Linked DNA regions of Mus musculus: regions 1 and 3 are each linked to region 2. Evidence: chromatin contacts called from public ChIA-PET and promoter capture Hi-C data. All regions are on one chromosome and are shown on one strand. Each heading gives the region's core, a stretch centred on a gene start, on an enhancer-like site or on the middle of the called end of the contact. The rest is flanking DNA. Distances are from core to core; before and after follow the strand shown.

Region 1 (2,700 bases), core at 62-2,561, 300 kb after region 2:
CCAGGTCAAACCTCACTAAGGGACTTTTATATTTCTCTAGTGGGAGAGAAGGGAGGATAGATAAATGATATTAAGCATTTTCTCGGTTTGGGGTGCTTTTCATATACCCCTGAGCTCCATGGGGTAGGTACTATTTTATGTAATGACAATTAGGTTCTGAGAGGTTAAGCAATCTGAATAAGGCTTGAATCCATATCGCTTAAAAACACCTTCCAATCTTGCACATTTGGACTCCCTTATTATGTCTACTAGTGAAATTCTTTTAGCATGTTCTGTACACAAGAATCTAATTCCCCTGAATTCTTACTCTCTCTAATAGAATCCATCCTTCATTAATCATACAGGAACTGACTAACTGAGCTGGGGGTGGACAGACATCAAATAAGTTGACCTTTTTCAAGGCTTGGAGACGTATACATCTTTACCTACCTCAGGAAGGGATTTGCAGGGAGTTGGGTGTTAAAACTAGAGGGAGATTAAGATTCCTAAAATGTTTTTTTTTTTTTAAATATAGTTTTATGCCTCTTTGCTTAACATGACTAGAAGCCGGGTGTGGTGGCGCACTCCTTTAATCCCAGCACTTGGGAGGCTAAGGCAGGTGGATTTCTGAGTTGGAGGCCAGCCTGGTCTACAGAGTGTGTTCCAAGACAGCCAGGGCTACACAGAGAAACCTTGTCTTGGAAAAACAACAAACAAAGCATGACTCTAGAAACCCATAAAGCAAAACAAACCCTCCATTGAGTTGCCTCTTGTACAGCCCTAGAATTCAAGGAGCCCTGATTGCAAGACAGGGTCATTTTACAAAATTCATGACCAAACTTAAGACAGCTAGCACGGGCGTTCTCAGGTTCTGCTAAGCCAGTGGTTCTGAAAGTTGACTGCTTGTCCAGAAAGATTTTTCAGACAAAACTTAAAAATTTGGTATAAAGAACAAGGAAAAAAAATAGAACAAGTCTGAGTTCTGCTCACTTGGGAGCTTGGGTATACCTGCACTACTTCAGCATTCAAGTTTCCAAACTGAGAAGGGCGTCTAGACCTGACTACCTCCGGGAGACTGACAGTCTGGCCTGATAGTCTGGGGAGAACGAGGGTGGGGGGTGGGGGCAGCCGAGTTACAGGGAAGCACAGACTGTCCTACACCGATGTTTGGTGCAGTCCACGAGAAGGGGGCTGCCCACTCCCCTTAAGTGGTCGGCTGAGCCGCCTCGCAAGGGGTATCAAAGGCCCCACCCACCTGCATTCCTCCTGGACTGCTTGTGTCCAAACAACAGCCCGGCCCGCAGGCAGACGGAAGAGGCGGTGCTCGATACGGAAGTCCCTGGACCAGCTTCGGTCACGTGAGAGAAGGTTCTGCGCAGAGCTGGCACTCAGGTGAGCGGAGGTTCTTGGCATTCAGAGACTTGAAGCACTGTGGGTTGAGAGTTCTTGCAGGTCATGTGACCTTACAGATCCAGGTCTTGGTTTATTTCTGGTGTGTAGTTACTCTTATAAAGGAGATTCCAACTGAATCTGGGGACCTATCGTGTTTACTTGGGGGATGGAACCCAGACTCTGGATGGAAGCCAGAGTAAGTCTAATTTCATGAGTGTCTTAATCAGGACTGGATGCCTTGCTTCAGGACCAGGACCAGGTTACTCAAAACTGCTTCCTTTCCAGATGAATAGTGACCACAAGGCAGGGGCACGGCCCAGTAAGCAAGCTTTCTGAGGCCTCTGTCACTTGCAGAGTTTGGAAGTAAGGAGAGTGAGCATAAGGAAATGGCAGGCATGTTCTTTACTGTGAGGGGCAATGGGAGTGACTTATCCTCTTGGTTTGACAGGGAGCATGGCACTCTGGCGAGCATACCAGAGAGCCCTGGCAGCACATCCGTGGAAAGTCCAGGTTCTGACAGCTGGTGAGTGTCACTCTGGGACCAGAGTATAATTAGAGCAGCTGATTTGAGGTGGAGGAGGAGGCCCATATCACGACACCACCTACCTCCTCCAGTTTAGCCCCCCCCCCCCGGAAGTGTTTCCCTTCTCCTGAACTATTATGTCTGTTTTGGAGGGTGAGCTGTTTCTGAGACCCATGCTGGAGGGGAGACGAAATAGAGACGTGGCTCAGAGGTTAACAGCGCATACTGCTCTGTAGAGGATTCTACACTATGTCATGTAGCTCAGAGCCACCTGTAGCACCAGCTCCAGAGAGCTCTGTCACCTCCAACCACTTGGGGCATCTGCACTCACTTGCACAAACACACACAGTTTAAAATGATAACAATAAATCTAAAAGAGAGAGATGCACAGTCTGTCGAGCAAGACTTAAAGTCCTCAAGAAATTAGGTGATAGTTTCTGTTTTTGTTTTTCAAGGCAGGACTTCTCTGTATGGTCCTGGCTGTCATGAAAATCTGTGTGCCAGGGTGGCCTTCAACTTAGAGATCCACCTGTCTCTCCTTCCTAAGTGCTGGGATTAAAGGGATGTGCCACCACTGCCTAGCCTAAGTAGTCCATTCTTAAAAAGCATTGCCCCCAAGAGACCCCACCTTGGGAAATTAAATGCTTTCCTCTTATACTTTATAGTGTGCTGAGCACATTGTCTCCATGCATAGGCGCCTCCAAAGGTCTGTTAGCAGGAATGAGTCCACATTAAATGACACACCTAACAAGTGCTGAAGTAACTTACTCCATTTTTATACATAATGTTTATTGTGAAGTGTATAA
Region 2 (2,700 bases), core at 67-2,566:
AAGTGAATGAACTCACCCCGGAGGTCCAAGTTAATAAAATCTTTCTTTTGTGTTAGCCATGGCAAAACTTAGCACATTCATTACACAAAACAATAAATCAGGGCTGCAACCAAGTAGCTTAGAAATGTAAAGATTGCTTATAGCTGTTTTTATTTCCCTCCCCAGTCCATCAAATTAATTATGAGCACATATTTGATATGGGGGGCAGAGGCCACGCAGGAATACCACTAACTGAAACACACACTCCATTTTTATTAGACTGCATCTTTATTGCAAGCCAGGTTTTCTTTCCCCCACACTAGGATTTTATCTGCACTGTCCAATCCCGTAGCTACTACCTACAGATGGTTATTGAAGTTTTAGTCCATTAAAATGAAATAGAATTTGTAATTCGGTTCTTCAATTGTACTAGCCACATCTCAAGTGCCCCAAAGCCATACCTGTCTGGTGGCTATGATGCTCCACAGTGCAGACACAGAACATCTTTAGCAGCACTGTCTACACCATTACAAAAATGTCCTCAGAAAACCTCACTTACTTCTTAGCTCCCACGATCCTGGTGCTCCTCTGCTGCTTAAGGGATGTGGGTCCCGGGGTCTAGCAAATCACAAGCACAGGAGTGAGTGCTAGGGACCTTTGAAGCTCATCCGCAAAGAGATGAATCCCCCTTGTGCCTAGATGTGAAGCTGTCCCGAGCAACTACTTCAAATGGACTGAAGGAGACACTTTTTAGGAAACCTGTGCCATTCTATTTATTCACAATGTAAAGACGGGTTGACAATACCAGAGTTTTCATCTTTGTCCATTCTCAAAACCCTATCCTAGATAGAGGCTTGAAAAGAAAAGACGAGGAAAAAAAAAATATATATATGATATATACATATGTATCATATATATATTAAAAGAAACGGGAGGCACTGGGGATGCTGAAGGAATATAAATAATTACAATGTGTCGAGGAACTCAGTCCAAGGATACGAGGACTAAGCAATAAAAATAAAAATGGGAAGAAAAAAGGCGGTAAGTGGATCTGATATAAAAGGGTGGGGCCTAGGATTGGCTCCGGAAAAAAAAAAAAAAAACAACTCTGAGTACAAAACAAAAGCAAAGGACCGCGTGTTCTCAGCTCGACAGTTCTATTTCTAAAGTATAATGGTCACACCAAGAAACTCACGGCGGTGACTGCACCGAGTCTGGAAGACATCACTCCCCCTCCACGCCTAACAATTTCACCCAAGGGCTCCGGACAGACCAACGCCACTTCCGCTCTCCTCGCCTCTCCCGGATGTGGTCTCAGCGGCGACTAACCCTGTTCTGAACACCTACTTCCGCCTAGCTGCTTCCGAGGGGGCTGCGGCGGGAAAGGAGTCACGTGATAACTCTTCTTCGGCTTCCATTGAGACCCCGCCCCCATAGCAACAAGGGAGTAGGCAGGCCTTTGGGGCGTGAAGGTTGGAGCAAATGGGAGGAGTCTGAATATTTAAGGGGTCCTCCCGAACTAGCGTTTGCACACCTACTCCCACCCATCCCACAAGTGGTTTTACAGATGCAAACGAAATTCAAATCGCCCCTTTATTGATCTTAAATTAAAGACCCATTCTCTTCTCCTTCCCTCCCAGATATCTCTTTCTTTGCTCAGGTGAGGGACAGAACTCTCCTTATCCACTAACTTCTGGCCTCCAAACTTGTCTAGCTTTTGGATTTTTTTTTTTTTTTTTTTTTTTGGTGCGGTCCCTGAAAGACATGAACACTTTAGCCAAGTTACATCTGGATCTCTCCAGCGGATGAGTCTGGAACAATGCCTGTTCTTAGAAGAAGTGGGCTTGATCCAGAACTATGTCCTTTCCAACCAGAGGGAACGGAAAAGGATCTTTCAGAGAAATTACCATGGCTCCTTTCTGAATGACTGCCCAGTGACGTCCACGAGAGACTGAGATGGCTCGTTTTTGAGGGACTGAGGCATCTCAGAGAATAGAGAGTCTGCTGACTCCTCCCTGAAAGACTGTGTAGACTCTTCTTCACAGAAGGAATGTGCCCTCTTCTCTCTAGAAGTCTACAAGGGCTTCTCCCTGAGGGACTGTGAAGGTTCCTTCCTGAGGGACTACAAGGGCTCCACCTCAAGTGACTTCTAGGGCTCTTCCCTGAAGGACTTGGAAAGCTACTCCCTGAGGGATTTTGAGGACTTCTCCTTGAGGAACTGTGGCCTCTCCCCTTAAAGAGACTGTTATGTCTTCTATCAAAGAGCTATGATAAGTTCTTACAGAGGAACTAAGACTGTTTCTCTGGGAGGGACTTTAATGACTCTGATTTCATCAAGGAAGTAAACTCAGCCCCGGTACAAGAGACAGACACATGCTCAGTGACTTCCTGGAATATGTCGCTGAACTTTGAACTAGTTTTCTTGACTCCCAATCTACTACCAGAGTATTGCTGGATTATGGAAGATGTTGAGCAGAGTGTTGACATCGTTAAAGGCATTCTTTTCTCATTACTGTGACATAAAATATGTCTCTGAATATAGTTTTTAACCACTGAAGTCTGAGAAACAGTCCTTGAAACCCTTTCTAGCAGGCTTTGAGAAAATACCATTAGTTCAGCTGGAACCCCAAAAATTAAGAATAGATTGGTAGATGTCCATAGTGGAGCCTTCTGTTACAAATGACTGAAAACAAGGCTTCCTTTCCATAGTGGTTCCCATGA
Region 3 (2,700 bases), core at 72-2,571, 360 kb after region 2:
ACTTTCTCATTTGTGTTTTGTTTGGTTTGCCTTTTGGAAATGCACACACAATCTCCTTGTTTGGAACGACCATGCTGAGGGCAGGTATTCAATCCCAGGGCCTTAAATTCAGAAAGCTCGGTGTGTTCCAAAGGATGCGGTTGGTGGTTTTTTTGCCTGGACTCACTACCCCCACCCCCCAAAGCGCTCTTTCCGTCCTTGCTCTCTCCCCTCCTCCCACGGCCCCTCCTCTTCACAGACTGTCACAGCTGAAAGTGTACAATCCAATTCTCCTCCCCTTTCATCCTACAGTGGCGGCAGGTGCGAGGAGTAGAGAGCACTGAGCATTTAAAGTTTCGACTTCAGCCTTGGCCACCGACGGCTTGTAAGTGAGTCCTTTCTCTGGGCCGTTGTCTTTCCCCAAACGAGCACCGCGTTACAGTTAAGTAGGTAAGGAAGGAGTTACCTGCTGACAAATCGAACAAGCAGCGTCCCTCGATAAACAGTGATCGTGGACCCTCGAGAGGTGACAGAGCACCTCCCGCCGCCCAAACCTCCTTATGAGAAGGTTAGGTAACCCAGGCGCTTCAACTGCTAGCCCGGCGCTAATCGGACCCAGGTGGGGGAAAGGATGGGACATTTGCTCCAGGTCACGTGGCATTGTATGCTTCTGGGACTTAGCTTACTCGTCTGGAAAGTAAGGATAATATATGGGTTGAAGGACATCAGGAAGGTTTTTGTTACCCAAAGTCCCTGAAACACGCACACACACACACACACACACACACACACACACACACACACACACACACGCACGCACGCACACACATGATAATTAGCGGTACAGTGCTTGGCAGCAGATTTTGCTCATGCATTCCTATTCCAGAGCCTCCGCAGTGGGATTGCTGGCTGGAGTCCTTAGAGTTGTTTGGGAATGTATCACTGCTCACCCCAGATTCTCTCTGTTTTTCTCCAGATCGATTTGGCACCTGTTTCTACCTCCGCGTGGGGGCCAGAGCCACAGAATGATTGGGCGGTGGGGCAACGTCACTAAACCAGCATGCATAGGGCAGTGTACCTTCAAAAAGTTTGATGTCAGAGGGGTTCCTAGGTGTGAAGAGCCAGTCTGGGAACTGGTGGGGGGGGACTTGGGGAGAGGGCGCTGTGCCGGTTCACCACCACTATAACCTCCACCCCACCCCATCTCACAATTTGGCGCGGGGGAAATGGACTTTGGATTTGGGGGCGGGTCCTGGAGGCGGGTCTTAGGCGTGGGAGATAGAGACTGGGGAGCCTGGAGGCGGGGTTTGGGGAGCTCGCCCCGCTTGGGGCGGGGCTCCCGGGGCCGCGGGCTCTGCAGTTCGGACTCCGAGCGCCACAGTCGCCGCAGTTCCCTCCACACTGGTGGCCCAGCGGGGAGTCCGAGTGGTCCTTGGACCGCTCGGATTTGGCGCAAGGCCTGCCCCGCCTCTCCCCCTCTGTGCGGCCTAGACGGTCTGGGCAGCGGGGACATGGAGCCTTCTCTGGCCACCGGAGGCTCGGAGACCACCCGCCTAGTGAGTGCCCGAGACCGCAGCAGCGCTGGCGGCGGCCTGCGATTGAAGAGGTAGGACAGACCTGGGCTGGCCCTCAGCCCGGGGGGCGCCAGACTGATGCCATCGGTCCATTTCGTTGTCTCCCTTGGCGCGGGTCCGGCCCGCCTCCCCAGCTCCCCGCGGCCCCCCAACTTCGCGACGCAGATCTGCCGGCCGCAGACAGCCCCACTCCCCGCCTCTGCCGCGATACCCCATGTTCTCCTGGCCGGGCAAAGCAAGTCCCCTGCCGCGGCACCCTCAGCCTCCTAACCCCTGCGCCGCCTCCGCCGCTCCGTCGGACCGAGCGGGCCAGGTGCGGCGATGTCCGCATTGCTCCGTGCGCCTCGCCTCCGGGCATTGGAATCCCAGCTTTAGGCCCCGGACCCTTCTCTCCGCACCCCGGTTTCAGGGCGCCCCATCCAGCAGCGGCCAGTTGTGGGCCCCGGCCCTGGGGATCCGCCCGGGCTCAGCGGGCAGCCGCAAGGAGCGAGGGGGCGGCGAGGAAGGAGCAGGTGCGGGATGGGCGGCGGGGGGTATTCCCGGCTCCGCACAGACGGGGCCGGGGGCGGCGAGGTGTGAGATGAGGCGCGGAGCGGCCGGGACAGCGGGCCGGGGGCGGCAGCAGAACCTCCCCCGCACCCCGCGGGCCTCCCGCCGCTCGCCGCCCGCCGCTCGTCGCTGGCTCCGTCTGCCCTGCCATCTCCGGGTGGCCACCGCGACAGGCCCTCCCTGGCCACCTCCTCTGGCCATTTTGTCTTGAAGGAGACTGTCTGTTTGTCTCTGAGATTTGACAGGGTCTCAGGCTTTTTTTCCCCTCCCTTCTGTTCTTCCATTCTTTCTATTCTCCCTCCCCAGTCTTCTCCTTTTGTCTCTGATGTGGTCTTCTGTGTCACCGATTATTTCCTTGGGAGGGGGCCTTAAACCTGAGTGGGTGGGGAATGGGGGAGCAGAGAAGGGCTGCAGGCGACTATAGTTGTGGGCAGCTTGTGGGGCTCCAGCTGTGTCCCAGGCATCTATTCCCATAGCCTTTGACTTGGCATCAACCTCTCTTACTCGCCCAAGGGATACCCCAGGCCTCACTGTTTCCCCCACGCTAGATATCGTTTTCTTGTTTGTCGGGGAATTTCAGAAAGCTAGGGAAAGAAAC

What was found. ChIA-PET counts read pairs in DNA pulled down with a chosen protein or histone mark. Capture Hi-C pulls out chosen DNA fragments and counts their contacts.
Region 1: a promoter capture Hi-C map of liver shows a contact between it and region 2. The contact joins the promoter of Mpv17 here to the promoter of Zfp512 in region 2. A contact is called at or near these places in 1 of 39 promoter capture datasets (pre-B cells), 4 of 115 datasets of contacts at active chromatin or transcription factors (the 230-238 cell line, bone marrow-derived macrophages, memory CD8 T cells and 1 more) and 1 of 9 other capture datasets (liver).
Region 3: a contact with region 2 is called in an RNA polymerase II ChIA-PET map of memory CD8 T cells, with 5 read pairs. The contact joins the promoter of Slc30a3 here to the promoter of Zfp512 in region 2. A contact is called at or near these places in 2 of 39 promoter capture datasets (liver and pre-B cells), 1 of 115 datasets of contacts at active chromatin or transcription factors (memory CD8 T cells) and 1 of 9 other capture datasets (adipose tissue).

What each region holds. Positions count from the first base shown.
Region 1 is chr5:31,152,862-31,155,561 of GRCm38.p6, reverse strand. Mpv17 (MpV17 mitochondrial inner membrane protein) reads left to right here and starts at 1,311. Exons shown (of 8, transcript NM_008622.6): 1 at 1,311-1,371; 2 at 1,820-1,894. The coding sequence starts at 1,825.
Region 2 is chr5:31,451,052-31,453,751 of GRCm38.p6, reverse strand. It overlaps Zfp512 (zinc finger protein 512), which reads right to left and starts at 1,316. Exons shown (of 14, transcript NM_172993.3): 1 at 1,175-1,316; 2 at 539-597. The coding sequence starts at 1,204.
Region 3 is chr5:31,092,148-31,094,847 of GRCm38.p6, reverse strand. It overlaps Slc30a3 (solute carrier family 30 (zinc transporter), member 3), which reads left to right and starts at 1,321. Exons shown (of 8, transcript NM_011773.3): 1 at 1,321-1,585. The coding sequence starts at 1,491.